3 separate regions of the Mus musculus genome follow, and all the other regions are linked to region 1. The links are chromatin contacts, called in public ChIA-PET maps. All regions are on one chromosome and are shown on one strand. The core of a region is the stretch at or near the end of the contact, and the rest is flanking DNA. Distances in the headings are between cores, read along the strand shown.

What was found. ChIA-PET counts read pairs in DNA pulled down with a chosen protein or histone mark.
Region 2: an RNA polymerase II ChIA-PET map of memory CD8 T cells shows a contact between it and region 1, with 9 read pairs. The contact joins the promoter of Osbpl11 here to the enhancer-like site in region 1. A contact is called at or near these places in 7 of 39 promoter capture datasets (the 3T3-L1 cell line, 3T3-L1-derived adipocytes, the C10 cell line and 3 more), 2 of 484 Hi-C or Micro-C datasets (the N1E-115 cell line and extraembryonic endoderm stem cells), 9 of 115 datasets of contacts at active chromatin or transcription factors (T-cell acute lymphoblastic leukemia, bone marrow-derived macrophages, embryonic limb bud and 4 more) and 3 of 9 other capture datasets (adipose tissue, liver and pancreatic islet).
Region 3: a contact with region 1 is called in an RNA polymerase II ChIA-PET map of memory CD8 T cells, with 8 read pairs. The contact joins two enhancer-like sites. A contact is called at or near these places in 1 of 115 datasets of contacts at active chromatin or transcription factors (memory CD8 T cells) and 2 of 9 other capture datasets (adipose tissue and macrophages).

What each region holds. Positions count from the first base shown.
Region 1 is chr16:33,008,321-33,011,970 of GRCm38.p6, forward strand. All of the region lies in intron 20 of Lrch3 (leucine-rich repeats and calponin homology (CH) domain containing 3), which reads left to right. Among named protein-coding and RNA genes, the nearest start is that of Iqcg, 46 kb to the right of the region's middle. Within about 2 kb of position 2,056, at least 28 of the 459 cell types and tissues checked have an H3K27ac peak or open chromatin away from gene starts, as enhancers often do. A contact at or near this core is called in memory CD8 T cells and microglia, where this site is marked.
Region 2 is chr16:33,182,829-33,186,367 of GRCm38.p6, forward strand. It overlaps Osbpl11 (oxysterol binding protein-like 11), which reads left to right and starts at 2,243. Exons shown (of 13, transcript NM_176840.3): 1 at 2,243-3,172. The coding sequence starts at 2,976.
Region 3 is chr16:33,260,204-33,263,730 of GRCm38.p6, forward strand. All of the region lies in intron 1 of Snx4 (sorting nexin 4), which reads left to right. Among named protein-coding and RNA genes, the nearest start is that of Snx4, 11 kb to the left of the region's middle. Within about 2 kb of position 1,483, at least 79 of the 459 cell types and tissues checked have an H3K27ac peak or open chromatin away from gene starts, as enhancers often do. A contact at or near this core is called in memory CD8 T cells, where this site is marked.

The sequences.
Region 1 (3,650 bases), core at 806-3,305:
TGAGTTTGACACAATACAGGTGATATGAGACCCTATTTCAAACAAAAATAAAATGAAAGATAAACGATACCCAAAAATGAGTCAGGTTATGAAGGAAAACAGGCTTGGGATGTGGCAATAGTAGTGTTTCTCTAGGGCCTGTTCCCGCGCACCCTTAGAATGAGAAGGAATCACTAAAAAATAAGAAAACTCAGAGAGCCTCTGGATAGGGAAGTTTATGGAGATTCACTTTTATTATTATGCTTTTATTAAGTGTTTTACATTTTTAAAAAACCTGTATTTGAGTCCATTGTCTTATACCCTAGAATTATTATGTATGTTAATATTTCCAGATTGAGTCCACTAATGGTGACTTTAGACACTCCCTCCATTCTGTTGTGTGCCTAGTGAACTACATGCAAGGATGACAGACTGGATCAGACGGTCGGAGTCCGTGCACCTGACTCCTCCATAGTAACCCTCCCTCACTGCAAGGCTTGCCTCCGTCTTTGAGCATCTGGGTTGCCTGGGTTCATAATTCCCTACTCTAATGAGCATCCCCACTCTGTCCCCACTCTTGCCTCAGTGGTGAGGAGGAGTGGGATTGAGATAAGGCCCTCCCACTGTCAGGCTCACACACAGCCAGCTCCCACCGTCGTCTCCCCAGAGCCGTAGCTAGCCTTCAGTAAGCAAGCTCGTCCTGCTGCTCAGCAGAACTCAGCTGTGCGGGGATGAGCCAGCCTTGTTCTTCAGCGTTGTCTTGTTTGTGATGAGATGCTGCGGGGGGGGGGTGTCCGACTGAGAATGCTGGGTTTCTGAGCTCTGCCGTCTGCGATCCGCTGCACTGACTTTGTTTTTCTGTTTTCCTTTCCTGCTCGCATGTGGACAGGACAATCTCTGTTCTCCTTCCGACATCCTTCAGCTAAACCTCAGCCTTAAGAGAACTGTTGAAACGCTGCTCTCTCTTGGGGCACGTGCGGAAGAATCCAGCTTTGTCTCTCTGTCTGTCCAGCTTCTGGGTTTTGTGGCATTTTACTGTTCTTTAATGTTAATTCTCTGTGTGCTTTATTACCGGGTCTTCACCTACAGCTGACCACGCAGCCAGCGCCGTCCAGCTCCTTCCTGTACTGGGTGAAGGTTTGTTTCTCATGCAGAACTGCTGACACACGTGTGTTTCAGACCCTGACTTGAGAAATTGCAAGTGCATTGTCTCGCCTGTGTCCACAGGACAGTACATCGGGTCGCAGCACTAGCGACAGCTAGCCGAGAGGAGTGTTCCCTCTAGTCCCTGGCTCCCCTCTTGCCCTGAGCCTTGTCTCTCACATGGAAAGGTCACAGTGTTTTTATTAAAGCAATCCTGAGTCTTAGAGGACTCTGGCCATCCTTTTATACTGTGAAACAACTTCAGTTTTGAAGTAAAGACTATCTGAGCCTTTCAGCAGCTGCTCATCATGAAAATACTGGTAGCATTTCTACTTTGGAGTACCTTATCACTTAGGTCCCTGCCCTGAAGTCCTAACCTACCCTCAATTTTAACAGTGTTTGGACATTTAGAAGGCATGGGACACTTAAAATACCAATTTTAGTTTGCTCTGGATTTTTAGTTTAAAAATACTGGAGATTTCCCAGACTGCTCTTCTGAGCCCAGTGTATCCATTTTAGACGGTGCACACTAAGCGGCTGAACAGAGGCTGCATCTGAGGAGATCTGGCCATGGTTACCATGTGTGCTCCTGAAAACAGATCCCCTGCTGGAGACCTGTTGGAATGTGATGTTTGGAATTCATATCATTTCTAACATATGTGACCCATTTTTAATAGGTGAAGTTTGTGTGTTGTAGGCTGTACAGTTGTATCTGAGCCATGCGTCCCAGAGAAGCTGCAGTCTGCTCTCAGAACACTTAGTAAATAGTGTCTGGACTCAGGCCGGGAGCGACACTGCTGCAGTCAGATGGCAGTCCTTACAGATGCTGTCTCCAAACTCCATGAACAAAGCTGGCCCTCAGCTTGGGGATGACAGCAACACAGTACCCCACTGTAGTCCACTGGCCCTCAGCTCAGGAGGACAACAGCAACGCAGTACCCTGCTGTAGTCCACTGGCCCTCAGCTTGGGGGGTGACAGCCACACAGTGCTCGGCTGTAGTCCACTGACCATCTGCTTACCCTCATCTACTTCCATCTGAAGAGAGCTGTCCTTTACTGTCCACCGCTCACGCTATGCAGTGACAGACTGTAGTGCTATCCAGCAGTGCCTCCCAGAGTGTCTGCATGTGGGCTAGTTTATTTATAAGACATCCTGGATCTGTGATTATTGTCCAGTTCTGTAGAGTTTGATCCTTTTATACACACGCAGAGTCAGACTTAAAGCCAGGTGTGATGATACACACCTATAATCCCAGCATTTAGGATGCTGAAACAGGATTACTTGGAGTTCAGCCTAGGCTACACAGCAGGACCTTGTCTTTAAAAGTACCAAAAAAAAAAAAAAAAACAACAACAACAAAAAAAAACAAACCCTCAGAGGCTACCTTGTGGTCTAGCCTGGCAGTGGTGGGTTCCTAGGAACCATCCACCCACAAAGTTGATGTGCAAGTGGAAGTGCCACCTCTGAGTGGTGTCTAGACCACTGTGCACATGACCACTTGCTCAGGCGCAGGCCTGGGTGCTGGTGAGCAGACCATAGGGACAGCCCGGGGAACGTGTCTCATGCAGAGCAGACCGAAGATTCCTCCTTTTGTTGTTACTGTTTGGGGTTTTGTTTGGTTGGTTTTTTTTGGTTTTTCAAGGCAGGGTTTCTCTGTGTAGCCCTGGCTGTCCTGGAACTCTCTCTGTAGACCAGGCTGGCCTAGAACTCAGGTATCTGCCTGCCTCTACCTCCTGAGAACTGAGATCAAAGGTGTGCACCACTACCACCCAGTGTAAATTCATCGAAAATAAAGCTACTCTGTAGTTGCAGAGGTATTCAAAACTGCTAGTCTTATTAGCAAATGAAAAGATTGCTGTGACTTTATCGAAATCAGCATTTAATAAGAATGTAATTACATCAACTACCAATAACTGCCTTAAAAAAATACTTGCTATAATTTTACTACAATTCATTTTGTAATGTTTGAAGTGGTAGAGAGTGTGGTGGAGTGTTCCTGGAACCCTCACACCGAGGCCAGCCTGAGCCCTACAGCAAGACCATTCTCAACTAAAAACAGAAAGTTTTTTTTTTCTTTTTGCCTTTTTTCTTCAGAGTAACCAAACCTGTACACTAGCACTCCACATTCTTACCCAAATGGTAGTCATCTCTTGTGGGCCAGTTACTAAGCTTGGCCTTGAACTCACAGACCTATCTGGCTCTACCTCCTCAGTCCTAGGGTCACACAGACTCAGCTAAAACACAATTTCTTTTTTTCTTTCTTTTTTTTTTTTTCTTTTCTTTCTGAGACAGGGTTTCTCTGTGTAGCCCTGGCTGTCCTGGAACTCACTCTGTAGTCCAGGCTGGCCTCAGACTCAGAAATCCACCTGCCTCTGCCTCCTTCCAAGTGCTGGGATTAAAGGCATGCGCCACCACCACCCGGCACAGTTTCTTTTTAAATATGACTTTTAACTCATTTAGACTTAGGCCTCCCCTCCCCTCTCCTGCAGTCAGAGACATTGACAAACCATGCTGTGTTCCTGCTGCC
Region 2 (3,539 bases), core at 993-3,492, 170 kb after region 1:
AAACCCTGCCACCTGCTTAGAGAACTTGGAAACCTCCTTGGTTCTGGGATTTGAAGGTTTTCCTTCAGGACTCCATCATGTGGGAGCTCTCTCTCCTAACACAGTTCTTCCCTTAGCATCCTTGTCTCTCATCCTCTCATTTTAAAAGTTATCTTGTGAGACATCCCTTTATACACGTTTTCCTTCTCTAAGTCAGGTTCTCCACCACATTTCACCGATTATCTGTTTCATTCCCCAAATCCATTTATGTATGTATGTATGTATGTATGTATTTATTTATATTCTCAGTTGTAGGGGTTACTTCCATGTTGTCCAGATGAACATAGTAAAACATGCCTTTTAGACAAGAATTCCCCTACACCCAAGGCTGATAACCAGAACCCAGTGATAGCATTCACTCACCATAACCACCAGACCCAGGACTAGGTAGACAGAGAACTCCATGTGGTTCACTTGACACTATATGAGACCAAGAGCAATGTTCTTTAGTAATAATCCAACTCTGCCTCCTGCTAAAGAGGAGATAGCCTTGAATAGAAGACTCCTCTGCTAACTGAGATATACCATAGGCCTCTGCATTCCACAGAGGCCATCATCCTTAAATCCTTTTCAGGTCACACTTTGAACAATTTAAGAGGAAATAGGAGACTGCAACTCTGGGCAAATGGGACAGTTGCACAGCAAAGTTATCATCAGGATTGTCATGGCTACTCCTGGTTGTCAACTTGACTACCTCTGGAATGAACTACAATTCAGAAATGGAGGGCACACCTGTGATCCAGATCTTGAGGCTGGAAGACAGGTTTTTGACCTGGATCTTGACATGGAGATCTTGAGCCATAGTGGCCATGAAAATCTTAGGCCCAGGCAAGGTACACACACCTTTAATTCTAGGAGACTGAGGTAAGCAAATCTTTGAGTTCAAAGTCAGCCTGGGACAAAGCAAGTTTTAGGTTCAGGTATGGTGGCACACGCCTTTAATCTAAGCCACATCTTCTACTGGAGGCCTACATCAGGACCTTGAAGAAAGAAGGTTCACTCTTCTTCAACTGATTGTACTTACTTGCTAGCAAGTCTGTTGGAATCTATTTCCACAGAAGACCAGCTTATACTAGCCTCACAGGCCTGACTTCCCACTCACAGCTGCCCATTGTTGGGTTAGTTGGACTACAGACTGTAAGTCATTACAATAAATTCCCTTACTATATAGAGACACTCCATATGTTCTATGACTCCAGAGAACCCTAAGACAAGGATTATTTCTTTTTTTTTTTTCCGAGACAGGGTTTCTCTGTGTAGCCCTGGCTGTCCTGGAACTCACTCTGTAGACCAGGCTGGCCTCGAACTCAGAAATCCGCCTGCCTCTGCCTCCCAAGTGCTGGGATTAAAGACGTGTGTCACCACACCCGGCTAAGGATTATTTCTTAAGTACACCAGTGTGGTTCTTTCAAGTAGTTGTTACCCAGGTTAATCATGCCCACCTGGTAGAGGTAAACTTTCCCTGTGCCTAGACAAAGAGTTAATGGCAGGCTGGGCCTTGCAGATGGTTGTGGTCCTGCATTGCCCCTGTGTCTTGTTTTAGGAATGCTCTTTGATGGGTATAATGGCAGGTTGTCTCCTTTTGCTGTGGGAGTGGAGCCTAACTGGAGGTCAAGCTGAGGGGATAAACAGTAAGAGAAACTTCTTCAGAGACCCCAAACTTCAATTATGGTAAAAGTTTTCTTTCTTACAGTTTGTAACAAACGTGGCAATAAACTACTTTTCTTCCAGTGTTATTGGTCCTTTTTAAGTAAGCTTATTAGTAAATCCTTTTTATATCAATCTACTTCAAGTTTCTCCAGCATCACCAAGAGCTCTAATTTCCAAGACAATTTCCTTTTCTTTAAGACGATTTACCTTAGTCCAATATCATGTTGGGTTTTTTGTTGCTCAAAAATGACTGATCAGTTATTTTTCCCCACTTTGTTCTGTAAATTCTTATTTTTTTAGGTTCCCTTAAAAGGCAAGGAATGGGGCTCCCCAAGAGAGTATAGGACCTGTTTAGCAAGACCGTTTCATTCCCTTTTTCTCCCTCCCTCCCGCCTGCTGCCTCTTTCCCCACTGCTTCTTTCAGCTCCTTCTCTCCCTTGAGGCTCCGGTCACCGCCTCCTTTCGGGATCGTCTGCCCCAATCAAAGATGGCGCCGCCGCTTCAATGCTAGCGGAAATGAGCTCACACGACACCGGAAAGGAAGGCGGGGAGAGCTAGCAGGCGGGTGGGTGACCGGCTGTGGGTGGGGCGGCGGCCCGGGCCCTGGCTCTGGCTTTTACGTTTAGGGCTAAGGAAGCTCCAGGGAGCGGTCGGCTCCTGTGAACTCCGTGGGGCTCCAGGGCTAGCGCTCTCGGAGGAGGCCACGGTGAACCCCTCGCCTCCGGCCCAAGCTCAGCGGCCTCGGAGCCCGCGTCCTGCCCGGCGGCGTCTGCCCGACCCTCCGCGGGCTTCGCGCGACCGCTCCGGCTCAGTTCGGGGCTGCGGTGGGAACCGCGGAGCTGGCTGGACAGGGCCCTTTCTCCCGAGGACCCGGCTGAGGAGAAGAAGCGGCGCGGCTGGCCCGACCCCCGAGTCCTGAGGTCAGGCCGTGGGCTCCGGGGCTCCCGGGCCGTGGACCCCGTCCTTGCCCCGCGTTCCCAGGCAGAGGATCCGCGACCTCGCCCGCGCCGCCCGGCTGCTCCTCGGAGTGTGGCACCGAGCCCTCTGGCGGGGTGATTTGTCCTCCTTGTTCTTGCTCGGGAGAGGCATCTATCTGAAGGGTACCCGTGCTCTTTAAAACTTTTAACCAAAGTGGAAATGCGTGTCCTCTTTTTCTGGACCACTGTCGATTTCCACTCTAGCCGAGGTCTGAGATCCCGTTGAGAGTAAAAAAACGAGAGAGAGAAAGGGGGAAAAGTACTTACAAAATAACTCTGCACTTGGTGTCCCTCGCCCGAGAAGGGCAGATGAACTTTGGAGTTAAGATGCAGGGAGGTGAGCCGGCATCGGTGATGAAAGTCTCCGAGAGTGAAGGGAAGCTGGAGGGCTTGGCCACAGCAGTGACCCCGAACAAGAACAGCGGCAACAGCAGCTGTGGGGGTGCCATCAGCAGTAGCAGCAGCAACAGCAGCCGCGGTGGCAGTGCGAAAGGCTGGCAGTACAGGTATGGCCCTCCAAAGTGATGTTCTGGGGTGGCTCGGAGTGTGATGGGGTCTGCATATCCCAGTTGGAAGGCCAATTCCAAAGCGGCTGATGATCTGACTTGGAGATAGAACCCTGCTTTCGTGAGCAGGATTGACTTTCTTCAGAAATTCATTCAACAGGTAATTTTTTGAGGCCCTTTGAGGAATTCAGAAATGTACCCCAGAGTTTTCTCGATTATCCAAGGGCTTATTCTTCCTCTGATTTATCTCTACACTCACTTCTGGTTTTTGCCTCTGTTGTAATCTGTTTACAAGCAAGCCTGAACGTCTCTTAGAGCAGAAACTGTGGAACTCAGCGCTTTGAGAGGCAAATGCTGGTCTTCAAAA
Region 3 (3,527 bases), core at 233-2,732, 250 kb after region 1:
CACTGAGCCATCTCTCCAGCCCTGTACTTGTGTAATTGTGACCAAGTAAGTACGTGACAGAAACAACTTGAGGGTTGGTCATGGCTCCCTGGTGTACCTGACTGCTTGGCTCCATTCTGCCTGGGGCAGAGTGTCATAGTGGCTAGAGCATGTGAAGGAGGCTGCCCCTTCATCAGGCAGGGAGAAGCCACTTCAAAGACACTGCCCCAGTGACCTAGTTCCTCCATAATACAACCTCCTAAGGTTTTACCAGATTACAGAGTTACCCCACCAGCAGGGGACTGAGGGGGTGATGGGTGAGAGGGAGCACTGACACGTTGCGGATTCAAACCATAATATAAGCAGACTGTGAAGAGCCTTTTCCCAGAAACTGTTTGAGATGAGTTTGCCAACATGCTGTATTGTCTCTGGATGGTCTGACACTTGATGTGTAGATCAGGCTAGCTAGACATCCACCCACCTCTGCCTTCTGATGCTGAGGTTAAAAGTGTGCACCAGCACTGCCCAACAGCTTTATTATTCTTGAACTTGTGCTTTTTAAAGATTTTGTGTTTATTCTAACTGGATAGTATGACAGACTAACATCATGAGAATGCATTATTGTTTGGGCTGAGAAGGAATTTGCTTTATCAGTGTGTGCTTTCAAATTTGAGAGAGTTTTCCCTGGAGCAGATGGTGGTGAGTCGGAAGGTTTAGTTTAGGGTATGTGCATCTCAGCCAGTGAGGTTTTCACCATCCTGATGGTTACCGGCTTGTCTTAGGTAATCTCTTGAGCTTGCTTTTGGCTGAAGGGCTTCTTTCTGGCTCTTACTTTCTCTTGTGTATATAAATACCCATCACTATCTGCGTTTTCCTGGGCATGCTTCCTAAGTATATTATCTGCTTTTCATCATCGAATCCATTTTTAGTAAGTCATGCATAACTCTAGTTTTCTCAATGTAACGTAACTCTTGCTTTTCCTGTAGCATTTCGTGTGTGTCCACGTGTACATGGACTTCTGTAGATGCCAGATTTTCGTATTGGGTATCTTCCTGAATCGCTTTCTACCTTTTTTGGGGCGAGGGGCCAATGTCTCTAACTGACCTGGAGCTAGCAAATTGAATTAGCTAGAAACCACAGAGATCCCCCTGCCTCCTCCTCCCCAGTGCTAGAATTAAGAGTGCAGCACTTTGCTTGGCTTTTCTTGTGAGTACTGGGATACCAAACCTAGTTTCTTACGCATCAATAGCAAGCACTTTACTGAGTCATCGCCACAACCTGTGTAGCTTTTCTCCCTATAATATTTCTTTTGATTATTGGAACTTTATATCATGAACACTGAGCACACTCACTTCTGAGTCCTCCCAGCTTCACTCTCACCCTTGAGACCTCCCCAAACAGAAAGAAGAAAAAAGAAAAAAAGCTCAATCTGTGTTGCCCTTGTACTCTCTCACTGGAGTGTTGGTGTGGGTTTGCCTACTTTATTGTGTTCTTATCTCTACCACCCTTCCTGCCGTTACTCCACCCTAACCCGTTCTAACACCCCCAACACTAGGTAGGTTAGAAAGGGAAAGGGAAGTGGGGGGCATAGACTTCTATAGGCTACTTCCTGTTGATTAGGGTTGTTGGGGCAAGTCCAGTCTGCTGTCAGAATATCCAGCAGTCCAGCAAACTAGCAATAACAAATACAACAGCAGGAGGAACCAGCAGCAGTTGAGGGTTGTGTGTGTGTGTGTGTGTGTGTGTGTGTGTGTGTGGAACACCAGCAAGGGGAGCAACAGTTGCAACAGGCCCTCTCAGGGTTCTCAAATCTGCCAAGTCATGAAACTATCTGCAGCTGGCAAAAATCACAACACTCAAGAGCACAAGACAATCATAGATAATGGCTGTGGACTGTCCTTGGAATTTCCAACCCAAATAAGCCCGTATAAAAAATACTCAATCCAGTTAGTATATATGTCTAGATTGGGCAGATCTAACACATACTAACTTAGTCCCCAGCTATAAGACCCTTTGCTATTTGTGGTTTCTCCTGGCCACTTGGTTCTGCTCCCTCATGACTTCCTCCTCCTCCTCCTCCTCCTCTTCCCCCTCCTCCTCCTTTTTTCTGCCCTCTTCTCCATTCTCATTCTCCTTTCTCTCCCTGCCCTCCTCTCAAAGACATCCTGTCCCACCTATCCCTTCCACTGCCCAGTCATAGGCTCTGGGCAATTAAAATGGGGAGAGGGTTCATATGTGATCACCTGAGTACATGATCAACTGCTCATGGGGCAGCACTCTTGAGAAAGCAGAATTAACATCAGAATACATACACACATACACACACACACACACACACACACTCATACTCTCCCACCTGTCAACCACCACTTCTTTTGTGTTTTTTTTTTATATAGACTTGAAGTTCTTCTAGTAAAAATAAAAGAAACTACTCTCTTTGTTTTCAGATCTCTTTTTATGTATTAATTTTAAGGTAACAAATGCAAAAAATAATGAATATCATTATGGGTTTTTTTGTTTGTTTGGTTTGGTTTGGTTTGGTTTGGTTTGGTTTGGTTTTCCCAGACAGGGTTTCTCTGTGTAGCCCTGGCTGTCCTGGAACTCACTCTGTAGACCAGGCTGGCCTCAAACTCAGAAATCCACCTGCCTCTGCCTCCCAAGTGCTGGGATTAAAGGCTCGCACCACCATGCCCGGCATGGCATTTTTTTATGTGTGTATCTTTATATTTTTTTCTAACATATTCTCTCCTGCTACCTATTCACAAAAGGAGAGAGGGTTATGCATACATGTGTATGAAAGGGTTATGCACACATGTGTATGTGTGTATCAGTTGGATGATGAACTCTGATATGGAAGTGTAAGCAAAATACAATACACCTACTCCCGTTCAACATGTTTTTTGTCAAGGTTTTCATTGCAGCAATAGTAACCTAACTAAGATAGACTGGAACCCAGGGCCTTGTGCTTGCTAGACAAGGGTTCCACAATTCACTGAGCTGAATTCCGAACCTCTGCAAATACTTTTGTACAAGACAGAATCTATGCATGTATTGTGTTGATGGATTAGTAGGTATTTGGTACTTGATAATCTACTAGTCTTCCCAGAATCCTCAGTTTGTAATATAACCTAAAGATTTTTGGTTTTATAATGATGAGACTTGAACTTAGAGCCTCAAACATGGTAAGCAGGAATCTATCTCTTAGCTGCTGCCCATCTGAAGACTTTTTCTTATATGTTCCTGTATAGCTTTATTCTTGGTTGCTTACACATTAAATGGATGATACCCATTAAAATGCCTCTCAAGAAGCTGATGTGCTGCAGTTGTGTAAGCTGTAACAACTCAAATAATGTATCTGTGTGTGTTTGTGGTGCACGTGTGTGGCGGTTAGAGAATAACCATGGTCTCATAGTTCTCCATTGCATAGGCCAGGCTAGTTGGCCCACGAGCTTCTGGAATTCTCCTGTCACTGCCTCCCTTTGTGCCATGGAAGGAACATTAGCGTTACAGATATACATACGCTGATCCATGCAGCTTTCCCAGGACCT